Regions from separate parts of the Mus musculus genome. Here region 2 is linked to region 1. The links are chromatin contacts, called in public Hi-C maps. All regions are on one chromosome and are shown on one strand. Each heading gives the region's core, a stretch centred on a gene start, on an enhancer-like site or on the middle of the called end of the contact. The rest is flanking DNA. Distances are from core to core; before and after follow the strand shown.

Region 1 (3,240 bases), core at 482-2,981:
GGGCGGGAGGCAGACAATGGGGTCACTGGTCTGTTTGTGAGCTGGGGATGAGTTCACACCAGCAGTGTTGGAAGCCAGCCTCCGTCTCAAGCCCGCACTCACGCCCAAACCAGATCACGTCAGTGACGATGAGGTTCGGAGAAGGGTTCCTGAAGTTGGAACTTGTTATTTTTTGTTGCAACCTAAGACAAGTTCACAATATAGGCTGACCTTGAACTTGTCTCTTGCAAACCCAAAGATCCCACAAACCAGGATGGGCACTGCCCTATGTAGACGGCGTTGTGGAAAAGGGGGACTCATAGGAGCAGCGCCAGCCACACTGGATACCATAAGACCTCAAAGACCAACCTCCATGCTAACATGAGCCCTGCCGATGGGGGCCTTGGCTTTGCCACCCTTACGCTCACAGCACCCCTTACTGGCATAGGTGTCCCAGGACTCCAGCTTCAGCCCTTCTGGGGTTAGGTATCCATTAGCTCTTGTACTTCTGTGGAACCTTATACCTCGCTAGGCAAAGTACAAGATTAGGGACCTGGAAAGGAAGGTGGTTCCGTGGGTAAAGTGCTCGCTATGCAAGAAGGATGTGTGTTCAGATCCTCAGCACCCATGTAACCATGGTGCACAGCAGGGTGCTTCTGAAACCTTCAGGCTGGCTATAGAGAGACATGAACATCCTTGGGGCTCACTCACCAGCTAGGTTAGCCAACTGGTAAACTCCAGACTCAGTCAGAGATCCTATCTCAAACATAAGGTGGAAGGCTGGCAATATGGTTACTTAAGTTAAATCCCTGAGCCTTGTGAAGGAGCAGAACGTGGTATGTGCATCTGTAGTCTAGCATGCCTCAGGGGTTAGGTTAACACTTGTTGCTATTGCAGAGGACATCTGTTTGGTTCCTAGCATCTACTTGGTGGCTCACAACCATTTGTAATTTTAGTTCCAAGAAATCCAATGGCTCCCTCTGGCCTCTGTGGGCCCCAGCCCTCCATGTATATATACACATCCATGTATACACATCCATGTATGTATACACATTCATGTATACACATCCATGTATATATACACATCCATGTATATATGTACAGACAGACACAGGCAAAACATTCATAAATATCAAATAAAATATGCCTTTTTAAAAAAACTAGAAGCATGAAAAGCTAAAGAACTGCAACCGTGAGGCTGCAGAGACTCCACACTCCTGGGGGGGAGAGAGGGAAGCCCCTCTGTGAGCCATCTCCAACTTCGGGCACTTTGGTTAAGTGCTTGCATATCTCCAGGGAGCACCCCTCCTGTGCCTGTGAGCTCCAGGCTCAGTGAGACATCTCCAGCACACAGGCACCAGCTCATGCCGGAGTAAAGGCTGCCAGGGCTCCAGTGATTCCCACTTGGGGTGCTCCGGCCCTTCCCTGACTACCTGGTTGGGACTTCCTCATGCCGGAAGCTCATTACCTAGAGTGTCACCATGTGCCTGTTATCTTACTACTCAACTACAGTGCCTCAGCTTCCAGCTCTGGGGAATGGCTGCTTGGAAAAGCAGGTCCCAGAGGCCCACCAAAGGAAAGAACTTCTGAGGGGAGTGAGGGTGGTGCTCACCCTGTGCTGGGCTGCCTTCCACATAAACCCACACCCACTGGGCAGCATGTGCTGTTTTTAGCAGCCCAAGGCTCTGAGCCAGGTGTTCTATACACCTCCGCTTTGATACCCCAAAGCTCCCAGCGGATGCTTTTTACCCAAGGTAGCACCACACTTGAGTTGCTATGGGAACAGTGGGCTCTGATTCACCAAGGACTTAGCAGCAGGAGGCTCAGTGGCGCCTACTGGGCTCCAGCACCCAGAGCTGTCAGAGGTGGATTCTTAGCACGGCTAATGAAGGTACAGGAGACAACCACAGGTCCTCCCCAGGCTTCAGCTGCCTCACTGTACCCCAGGAGCAAGACTTGGCATGTGGAACCTGGGCTGACCCTAGCTCCCTGTGTATCCAAGGGAAGTCCCTGTTCACGCAGCCTCAGTTTACACATTTGCAAAGTATGGTAAGGAGCACCTGTCCCATTGTTCTAGCTCACTAGGAATAATGTGTAAGGACAACTGTAGGGTCAAATTCAGCTGTGGTCCTTGAGGTCCTGCACCCAATCCCACCCTCCACCCTGCCGAGATGCAACCCACACGCGTGCACACACGTGTACACACACATACACACACACACACACATGTATACATACACACACTTACACAGAGACACAGACAGACAGATAGACACACACATACACATACACACAGACACAGATATACACACAGAGACACACACATACATGTACACACACACATACACAGAGACACAGACAGACACCCCCTTTACAGCTTCTTTTTCTAGATGAGGTGCTCATTCTCCTCACTTTAACTTTCCAATGTCTCCCCCAAAACATAAGTACCTCCAGACCAAAGGGTCTGAGTATGTCATAATACCACTTCACATCTACTGTCAACTCGATATCACTTAGTCACCTCAGAAGGGAGCCTCACTGAAGGACTGCCCAGATTTGAGCTGCTGTGGAGACAGAGACTGTTTTCATTGCTAATTGATCTAGGAGGCCAGGCCACCACGGAAAGCTTCTCTCCCTGGGCAGGTGCCCTGAGCTGCAGAAGAAAGTCTAGCGGGGGTGGGGATGAGCCAGGAAAACATCTCTGCTGTGCCTCCTTGGCTGTGAGTCCTTGGGTCAGAAGTAATGCTGTGTGGAAGAGCAAGCCGGCTTGCCTTGAGCGCCTGCTCGATGCCCTCAATAATGGCCTGTGATCCCTAAGACGAAATAAATCCCTTCCTCTCCTAAGTGGCTTTTGAGCAACAGAAAAGCAAGCAAGCAAGCAAGCAAGCAAATAAACAGAACAGGACAGCGTGTGGGAGTGACATGGGCCTGTCTCTCCAAGGGCGAACTAAAGACCCTGCATTTGGCTCTGCACACCAGGTCCACCCTGGAGGTCTTTCCTTGCTGTGGCTTATTTTTTGTTTTTGTTTTTGTTTTTTTCCTGCCACCTCATCCTCAAGTCAGAGTTCTGACATCTTGCCTGAGGCCAGCCTGGAATTCCTAAGCTCAGGTGGCCCTACTACCTCAGCTTCCACAGTAGTTAGACAGCAGACCAACTTCATCACAGCTAGCTTTGCTAACGAAGCCGTATCGTAGATATGTAGATATGTATACACGGCAGTCACTATGAGTCTCGGAGTCTAGGGAAGAGCACAGGAGCCT
Region 2 (3,240 bases), core at 467-2,966, 430 kb before region 1:
GGAAAGGGACTTTTGAACTGCAAGGTCGTTTGGCTCTTTCTCTCCCACCCCCATCCACCTGGGTGGCCGCAGTCTCTCCAGCTCCCTCCCCTCCACGGCTTCTGCTTCTGCCGCAGCCTTTGGCTCAGTGGAGCTTGCTGCAGAGGCTGCTGCAGAGGCTGGGGGCACACTGGAGGAGGAAGGAAGAAGCCATCCTTCAGGCCAGCAGCAACCCCCCCTGGCAGTGTCTGACCTGGGTTCTCCCCACAGGAGACCCGAGGTCCCTCGGTGGGGTCTTCAGACGCAGCAGCATGGGCTAAGGAAGTGACCTTGGTCACTTGCTGCATTGAAGCAATGAGTCCAGAAGACTGTGCAGACAGAGAAATCGGGTCTGTAATGACAGAGGTTCAGCAGTCTATGTTCTGGGGTTTGAACCCAAGCTTTTATCCATGTGTTCCTCAGCCTCTCCGTGCCCAGGCTCTCCAGAGTTGGCCTCCCTCACTACCCTGTACTCTGGACACTCCCTACCAATTCAGTTCCCTCTGCACAAAGAGTTGATTGGAAAATGGGAGTAGGGAAGCGGGGGAGGGGCACTCCCCGAGACTGCCCCTGGTGAGGAGTGTGCTATCCAGGCATTGGGGAAAGGCATGTTCACCCCTGGGGGTTAGGATGGCTGCCCACTGCCTCTCACCAAGGGACCCAAACAACCAGGCTCCTCCCAGGTGACACCAGCTGTCCTGGCTTCCTTCTGCCCATGTGACATAAGGTGCTGGGCACTTGCTCAGCAGAGCAGCGTCCCTTCCAAGCCATCTGCTGTGCTGTCTGCAGGGTGAGCTGGGGTAGCTGCAGCTAGCTCCATACCCAGAGCCAGGGAGAGAGAGGAGGGAGGGAGAGAGAGAGAGAGAGAGAGAGAGAGAGAGAGAGAGAGAGAGCGCCAGCCAGCCAGCAGTCAGTGTCTCCCCTCGGTTCTCACCTTCCTTATTTTTAGTGATCCCAGAAGACATTGGTAGGAACTGCAGCTAACTTTTGGTTGTTTTCTCCTCTTTGTTTTGTTAATTAATTAATTAATTAATTAATTTTTGGGTCTGGGAACCCAGGTCTCCCACAGCACAGAAACATGGGAGACGGTTACTGGCTCAGTTGGAGAGAAGTGACTCTTGGTTCAACTTGTAAAGAGTGAAAGCCGCCCTAGGCACTCTCTGGGTGATTTTCTGTGTTAAATTAGATAATGACCGTGGTTGTACTCAACAAATAGAGATTCCCTCCAAGTTCACAAAGGATGATCTTAAAATGCCTGTTCCAACCAATGCTGGCTTAGCGTGTGGTCTGTAACTGGTCTACAATACTCTTCCTGCTTTCTTAAACCTCCCATCCATATCTCCATGTATTGACAATCTGCATAATATATTTTTAACAGATCTATATTTTTGTTCAGTTCTATTTATATCACAGAATATGCAGTATAAATTCTATAACTAGGCATTTTGGCTGTTTCCAGTTTTTGCTATTTTAGGTAGTACTTTCTGAAATTTTTTTTTTGAGATCAAGTCCACATTCTGTAAAATTTATCATTTAAAGTTCGTGACTCAGTGTGTTTTAGCGCTTTTGCAATATCTACTTCTAGAACATTCATGGATCATTAACTTTTACCCCTCTTGCATATTTCTACAGTGGAGTCACTGGGCCAAAGATAACAAGCAGTTCCGAGCAGTCTTCTGTCTTTTAGATAAACAAGATAGCAGAGGGCAAAGCCACGGTCCACCCTGGACTCGCACAGCTACGAGATGAGTACACGGGGTCTTCTAGTTGGCCAAACTGCTTGCACTTCCTCTTTTCTACACTCTGAATTTTAGCTTGCAACCTTTAACCTAGAAAAGAATGTGCAAAGCCAGTAGAGACTCCCTTTAGGAAAAACAAATCAGTTCCGACAGCTGACAGGTCTTGGACTAAGTCAGCACACTGAGTATGGTGAGAGCGAGCCAGCGCCAGCACCTGGCAGTCCGCGCTGCCACTCAGCCTCTGGTCCCGCCCACTCAGCGGCTCAGCCTCTGGTCCCACCCACTCTGCCGATCAACCGCTGACCCCGCCCACCCTGCCGCTCAGCCGCTGAGCCCTGTGCACAGCCTCTTTCTCCTTCACGCGTGGCCCAGGCTACAGCCCTGGTTCTTTATAGATCAGGTTGGGAGCAAAACCCATAAATCCACGGGCTGTGCTAAATACAGGCACACTCCCAGAGCTTGAAATGAAGAAGTAAAGGAAGCACTCTCTAGTCAGCAGGTAGTAACCCCCAGGCATGCAATCTCCCCAGAATGAAGGAGTGGGTGGATAAAAATAGGAAGAGAGCCACTCGGGGATTTAGGAAATTAATGAATAGTAAGCAGATAGCGGGCTTTTAAGGACTCTGGTGCCCTCTCTCCATCAAAAATTCATCTGTTCTTAAAGCCGTAATTGTCCTCTCTTTGCTTAAATCTGCTCTAACCCATTGATTTTTATCAAGTATGGGTTTTCACATTTGAGCATCCCTGAAGCTGAGTTTGCTGTCCAGAGTACCAGGCTGAGCCAGCAGCCCGCTTCTTCCTGAAGTTATAATTAGCCACGTCGCTTCACCTCTTGCCTCCAGTGACCTTTTGGGGACTCCACCATGTGTCCCATGAGGTCTCCTCTGAATCCGATTTCAAATGGACACCATCAAGGTGTACTCACACTTTCCTCATGAAATGCCAACTGCTCGTAAAAAGAAACATTTATTTTTATTTTATGTGTATGGGTATCTTGCTTGAATGTATGTCTGTGTACCACATGAGTGCCTGGTGCCCATAGTAGTCAGAAGACAGTATCTCACCCCCTGGACCTGGAGTTACAGATGGTTGTGAGCCACCATGTGGTGTTGGGAACAGAACCCTGGTCCTCTCTGTAAGGGCAACAAATGCTGAGATAGAAATATATATATATGTACACATACACACACACATATATATATATGTCCCATATATACACATGTATACATATATATACCATATCTATATATGTGGTATATATATATATATATATATATATATATATATATATATATATACCAAATATGTGTGTGTGTGTGTGTATGCTGTCTTAGTTAGGGTTTTACTGCTGTGAAAAGACACCATGACCAAGGCAACTCTTATAAGGATAACATTCAATTGGGGCTGACTTACAGGCTCAGAGACTTAGTCCATTATCATCAAGGAAAGAACATGGCAGTGTCCAGGAAGGCATGGTGCAAGA

Evidence for each region. Hi-C and Micro-C count contacts between places; a contact is called where the count stands out from the background.
Region 2: a Hi-C map of cortical neurons shows a contact between it and region 1, with 2.2 times the contacts expected there. The contact joins two enhancer-like sites. A contact is called at or near these places in 3 of 15 datasets of contacts at CTCF or cohesin (the NIH/3T3 cell line, embryonic stem cells and large pre-B cells), 7 of 484 Hi-C or Micro-C datasets (B cells, the G1E-ER4 cell line, cortical neurons and 4 more) and 1 of 115 datasets of contacts at active chromatin or transcription factors (pancreatic cancer cells).

What each region holds. Positions count from the first base shown.
Region 1 is chr4:149,554,777-149,558,016 of GRCm38.p6, reverse strand. All of the region lies in intron 4 of Ctnnbip1 (catenin beta interacting protein 1), which reads right to left. Among named protein-coding and RNA genes, the nearest start is that of Mir5616, 19 kb to the right of the region's middle. Within about 2 kb of position 1,731, at least 26 of the 459 cell types and tissues checked have an H3K27ac peak or open chromatin away from gene starts, as enhancers often do. A contact at or near this core is called in cortical neurons, where this site is marked.
Region 2 is chr4:149,987,842-149,991,081 of GRCm38.p6, reverse strand. All of the region lies in intron 3 of H6pd (hexose-6-phosphate dehydrogenase (glucose 1-dehydrogenase)), which reads left to right. Among named protein-coding and RNA genes, the nearest start is that of H6pd, 14 kb to the left of the region's middle. Within about 2 kb of position 1,716, at least 212 of the 459 cell types and tissues checked have an H3K27ac peak or open chromatin away from gene starts, as enhancers often do. A contact at or near this core is called in cortical neurons, where this site is marked.